Linked DNA regions of Mus musculus: region 1 is linked to region 2. The links are chromatin contacts, called in public HiChIP or PLAC-seq maps. All regions are on one chromosome and are shown on one strand. The core of a region is the stretch at or near the end of the contact, and the rest is flanking DNA. Distances in the headings are between cores, read along the strand shown.

Region 1 (2,700 bases), core at 119-2,618, 280 kb after region 2:
ATCCACTCCCTAGCATCCTTTAATGAGCATGGAACAAGGCAGAATATGATTTCAGGAGAGGAAAAAAGTGTCGTTTTCTGCCAGGAAGTGGGTGGGGAGCGGAGGAGCTGAGAACTGAAGCCTTGACGGTGTGCCCGGATCTGTGCTGGGCACGTGTCGGATGTCATGTGTCACCGTCCATATGTCAGCACCCTGAATGAGGGCACCAGGCTGAGGCAGGGATCAGTCCCTGTTGGGGGTCATAGGCAGGCAGGCTGTCTTTTCTATACAGTTCCTGGTCTAATTTCAGAACATGCTATTTCCCAAACAGACCCAGATATTGACATTTGGGGGCTGAACGGCAGGCAATGCCATTCTGCTGCCTGAGTTCTCCAGCCCACCACACACATGCACCGAGCTAAGGAAGAGCACGGCCTCCAACAGAGCTGTTTGCATCTTCCGTGGAGTCAGGGGTGGGCATCTTCATTCTCCAAAGAGGCTGTCCACCCTGGGATCCTGGTTTTCTGAGGTCAGAGGCCTCATCTAGAAGAACGAATACACACACACACACACACACACACACACACACACCTCGCCTTCTATCTTCTCTTCCAGAGACTGTAAGAGTCTGTGTGAGACCCACAGCCTAACATTGGACAGAGCTTGGGGTGTCTTATAGAAGAGTTGGGGAGAAGATTGTGGGTCCTGGAGGGGATAGGAACTCCACAGGAAGACCAACAGAGTCAACTAACCTAGACTCTTGGGGGCTCACAGAGACTAAACTACCAACCAAAGAGTATATTGAGGCTGGACGGAGGCCCACGGCACATATGTAGCAGATGTGTAGCTTGGTTTTCATGTGGGTCCCCTCACAACTGGAGTAGGGGCTGTCCCTAAAGCTATTGCCTGCCTGTGGAATCTGTTCCCTTAACTGGGCTGCCTTGTCTGGCCTCAGTGGAAAAGGATGTGACTAGCCCCACAGAGACTTGATGTGACAAATGGGGGAGGGGTGATATCCAGGGGAGCCCCCACCCTCTCAGAGGAAAAGGGGAGGGATTATGTTTGAGGAGGATGGGGAGAGGGAGCAGTGATTAGGTTGTAAAATAAATAAATAAATAAATAAATGAATGGAAACAAATTAAAAAGTAAGAGGCTGAAGGAGGCCAGGGAAGACCTGGTGCTGTTGCTGTCTGCATGGCTTCAGGTCTGTTGCAGTGCCCTGCACAGGAGGAAGGGACATCCCCAGCTGAGCCGGTGGGGGGACAACCATCCTTGCCACGCAGCACATACCATTCAGTATTTCATCACAAAAGCATAACACTCTGCGAACTACACTAACCAGCCCTGCTGTACAGGAAGATGGATGCTCTGAGAGTGAAGTGAGTGCTCCCTTGGGGACCGACCAGGCTCAAGCACTTCCTCCATAGCCTGTGGCTGAATGCACCACAGAGTGCTCAGCCAGGAGCTTCGGCCACCCCAGCTTCAGAAGCCACCATCCCCTCCATGACATCCCACGTCCACAGATTCCTTGGGACTCCCTCGGTGACAAGTGTCAGTGGGGAAGCACCTAGAGAAGGAAAGCAGCTCTCTGTGCCTTAATTGACTATTAATTGTCCCTGTGCTTTTAATGAAGGCTGTCAGGAGTGATTATGGACTGCGTATGACCACTCTGTAAACACAGGAGGCGGGGCTGGGGGTGGAGCTTGCCCATAAGTAGAGTCATCTCTCCAGTGTCCTTCCTCGCTGACGTGCCTGCCTGGTACCTAGGAGGGACTCCAGCTGAGGTAAAGCGAGCATAACCTGTTTCCCAATCAGGAGGCCTGCAAGCCTGCAAGACAGGCAGAGAGGCTCCTGGGATCCCACACCTCGCTCCAAGGCAGTGGCTCTCAACCTTCCTAATGCTGCAACCCTTGAATGCAGTTCCTCACGGTGTGGTGATCCCCAGCCACTTCATAATTGCAATTTTACTACTGTTACAAATTGTAATGTAAATAGCTGTGTGTTCCAATGGTCTCAGGTGATCCCTGGGAAACAGTTGTTTGAACCTCCGAAGGGGGTTGCAACCCACAGATTGAGAACCACTGCTCTAAGGCTAGCTGTTGTCCAGGGCTGAATCACCCAGGCTGGATAAGGCAGCACTCTGATACTCAGGGGGTACAGCGGGGCTAACACAGCAGACCCAAGTGGGGTCTGCACCCCCTCCACACAGCAGCAGCATTAGCTAAGAATGTGCTAAGAACACAGGATCTCTGGCTAACCCTCCACCCCTCCGCCCTGAGCTTCTAAGTAAAATAAAACTAGGGGTCATAGGTCAGGACTGAAAATCTCTACAGGTGGCAAGGTGGGGGGGGGTGTCTTAAGCCTCCTCTAGTGTCAGACCTACTGGGAACAGGCAAGGCACGCAGTGACAGAGGCCTGCTATGCCTAGATTATAAGATAGGGAAACTGAGGCAGCCATTGCAAGGGCATGCAGCAGGAAGGAAACTAGTACTTCAGACTTGAGCCCTCCTTCAGGAGTGAGACTGTCAGCCTGCAGATATATTTCTGATTTCTGATACTGTCCACCCTTAGGTGGACAGCCTGGCCTCATTGCTAAGGATTTGGTCACCTTGGCAGGTTAGGGAATTCCCTGGACGATCAGAGATTCTGATGCAGAGACTCAGGATACTGCTGGGCAGGGGAGCCAAGCCAGCACAGCCATGATCACCTGACCACAGTCTC
Region 2 (2,816 bases), core at 276-2,775:
CAGATGAAAATGTAGAATTCTCAGCTCCTCCTGCACCATGCCTGCCTGGATGCTGCCATGCTCCCACCTTGATGATAATAGACTGAACCTCTGAACCTGTAAGCCAGCTCCAATTAAATGTTGTCTACAAGCTGCCTTGGTCATAGTGTCTGTTCACAGCAGTAAGACCGTAACTGAGACAGATAGGGTCTCTCATTTGTTTGGAACTTCACCAGGTCTATCTAGCTGGCAGTCGAATTCTAGGCACCCACCTGCTTCTCCTGCCCCACTCAGCATCATTGGAGTTACAGACCTGTTCTAACATCTCCAGAATTTTACCTGAGTTCTAAGAGTCCAAACTTGGATCCTCATGGTTTTGAGGCAAATATTTTTCTGGCTGAGCTGTGACTGGCCCCCACCCCGTCCCTGCCCCTCCATTTGTAATCTCTTTATATTCTAAACCTTTTCCCTGTTAGCCCTCCCGTACCCCCTGCAATATCAGTTAAAACCAGAGCAATGCTGAGCTGTGGTGACCAGAGCCCTCAGCATACCCATCTTTCCTCCCCTCCTACCCCGTGCTGCCGTGAACATCTTTCTTCTTAGAGAGGAGAAAACAGCTCACGTGGTTAGTTAGAGGAACGGAGTGTCCAGCTCATATTCCAGTCTCTAGAGTGAACTTGGGCTGGGGATATGGCTCAGCTGGTAGAGTGCTTCCCCAGTATACACAGAGTCCTGGGTTTGAGACTCTGTGCCTTTTAAACTGGGTTGCTGGCCTATATTCATAATCTCAGCTCTTGAGAGGTAGAGACAGGGAGATCAATTCAGGGTCATCTTCAGCTACATAGTATGTCTGGGGTGAACCATCAGGTTAAGCAGTAGGGCAGTGGGAGCCGAGGTTATGGTAGGCAAGAGGACTTCTTTATCTGCTTAGGGCAGAGGACTGCATTTGGGTGGGTAGCGGGTGCGGAACACGAGGACCTGTCACGCGTTCCTCATCCCTGTCCCTCACACGCTTCGACTTTCCCTGCTTCCCCTACCATCGTGCCTAAGTCGAAATGCTCGCCTTTAAATTCTCACTCAAAGTCCAAAGACCCGGGGGGAGGGGCCATGCCCAGCCCTAAAGGGCATTTTTTTTTCTCCCTCCCAAGTCTCTGAAAACTGGGCACTGGTTTGTCTCTGCCCACAGGGTCCTTAATGCAGGCTTGCTTGCTCAGCTGGGTCCCTGGCTGTCAAGCTGAGGTAGGGTACCAGGCACTGGCCCCATCTGTGTGGGCATTCAGTTAGTGCTCTGGGAGGAGGCTACGGAAGAAGGCATTGCCTGGATGAGGAGAGGGGGTGGGTAGAAGATGCTGGCACCCCTCAGCGTGGCCAAAGACTGAGGCCTTTCATTCTCCTCTGTACCTGCTCCTTGTGCAGGACAGAGTTGTCCAAGGTGGGGCCATTGCCTGCCAGGGAGCTGGGGCTGGGACTCATGCTCTACTTGGGAGAAGGCCCCATGTTGGCTGGCCTGTCTTTTGTCTGGCTCCCCTCCCACTTGGGAGGCCTGGAGGCTTCTCCCATGTGGGTCTTGTTACTAAGCAAGAGGCCAAGGCTCAGATCAGCTGGCTTGCCCAGGGTCTGGCTTGCAAGGGAAGAGGCTGAAGTCACGCTTTCTCATCTGGAGGGCAGCGAGGAGTGCCGCTCACTCAGGCAGGTGACAGGGGTGCTCTTCTCTCTGAACAGGTCTGGTAGCAGCCTTCAAGGTCACCACTCCATATTCTCTCTATGTGTGTCCCGAGGGACAGAATGCCACCCTCACCTGCAGGATTCTGGGCCCCGTGTCCAAAGGGCACGATGTGACCATCTACAAGACGTGGTACCTCAGCTCACGAGGCGAGGTCCAGATGTGCAAAGAACACCGGCCCATACGCAACTTCACATTGCAGCACCTTCAGCACCACGGAAGCCACCTGAAAGCCAACGCCAGCCATGACCAGCCCCAGAAGCATGGGCTAGAGCTAGCTTCTGACCACCACGGTAACTTCTCTATCACCCTGCGCAATGTGACCCCAAGGGACAGCGGCCTCTACTGCTGTCTAGTGATAGAATTAAAAAACCACCACCCAGAACAACGGTTCTACGGGTCCATGGAGCTACAGGTACAGGCAGGTGAGGTATTCTGCACAGGTGGCCATGGCTTGGGAGTCCAGGGCAGGTGGGCAGGCAGGCCGGTGGGGCTGGAGAGGTGTCTGCATACCTGCCACATGACTACTAGTTTCGTGTAAGAAGTGGGTGCATGTATGTGGGGTGCAGACGTGTGATTATCTTGTGTGTGTGTCTATTTGTGACAGAGTGACCTTTTTTTTTTTTGTTTTGTTTTTTTTTAATGTAAGAGGGTGTGTATATCTGAACCTACAGTGTCAGTGCTTGTGAAAAAATGCAGGCAAATGGGGGACTGAATGTGTCCTGAGTTTGAGTTGATCCTGGCCAAACGGCTGGGAGGAGAGAGAGAGAGAGAGAGAGAGGGAGAGGGAGAGGGAGAGGGAGAGGGAGAGGGAGAGGGAGAGGGAGAGGGAGAGGGAGAGGGAGAGGGAGAGGGAGAGGGAGAGGGAGAGAGAGAGAGAGAGAGAGAGAGAGAAGAGAGAGAAGAGAGAGAGTGTGTGTGTGTCTGTCCATCTGAGAATGTAAGACATGCACACAGATGTACAGACTCCCCTGGGCGAGCACTGCCAGGCAGGCATTAGCATGCATTCCTGTGAAAGGCAAGAGAAGTCACTAGCCTGGACTCACCCTGCAACCTCATGGGCCTTACACTCACCTAACAGACCTCTCTTTGTTCCCACAGGCAAAGGCTCGGG

Evidence for each region. HiChIP or PLAC-seq counts read pairs in DNA pulled down with a chosen protein or histone mark.
Region 1: an H3K27ac HiChIP or PLAC-seq map of microglia shows a contact between it and region 2, with 4 times the contacts expected there. The contact joins two enhancer-like sites. A contact is called at or near these places in 11 of 39 promoter capture datasets (the C10 cell line, the HPC-7 cell line, embryonic stem cells and 4 more), 5 of 115 datasets of contacts at active chromatin or transcription factors (embryonic stem cells, epiblast stem cells, microglia and 1 more) and 1 of 9 other capture datasets (embryonic stem cells).

What each region holds. Positions count from the first base shown.
Region 1 is chr10:60,634,428-60,637,127 of GRCm38.p6, forward strand. All of the region lies in intron 4 of Cdh23 (cadherin 23 (otocadherin)), which reads right to left. Among named protein-coding and RNA genes, the nearest start is that of Gm51803, 51 kb to the right of the region's middle. Within about 2 kb of position 1,369, at least 33 of the 459 cell types and tissues checked have an H3K27ac peak or open chromatin away from gene starts, as enhancers often do. A contact at or near this core is called in microglia, where this site is marked.
Region 2 is chr10:60,356,141-60,358,956 of GRCm38.p6, forward strand. The region is part of intron 39 of Cdh23 (cadherin 23 (otocadherin)); the gene reads right to left. It overlaps Vsir (V-set immunoregulatory receptor), which reads left to right. Exons shown (of 7, transcript NM_028732.4): 2 at 1,702-2,127; 3 at 2,804-2,816. Among named protein-coding and RNA genes, the nearest start is that of Vsir, 11 kb to the left of the region's middle. Within about 2 kb of position 1,526, at least 12 of the 459 cell types and tissues checked have an H3K27ac peak or open chromatin away from gene starts, as enhancers often do. A contact at or near this core is called in microglia, where this site is marked.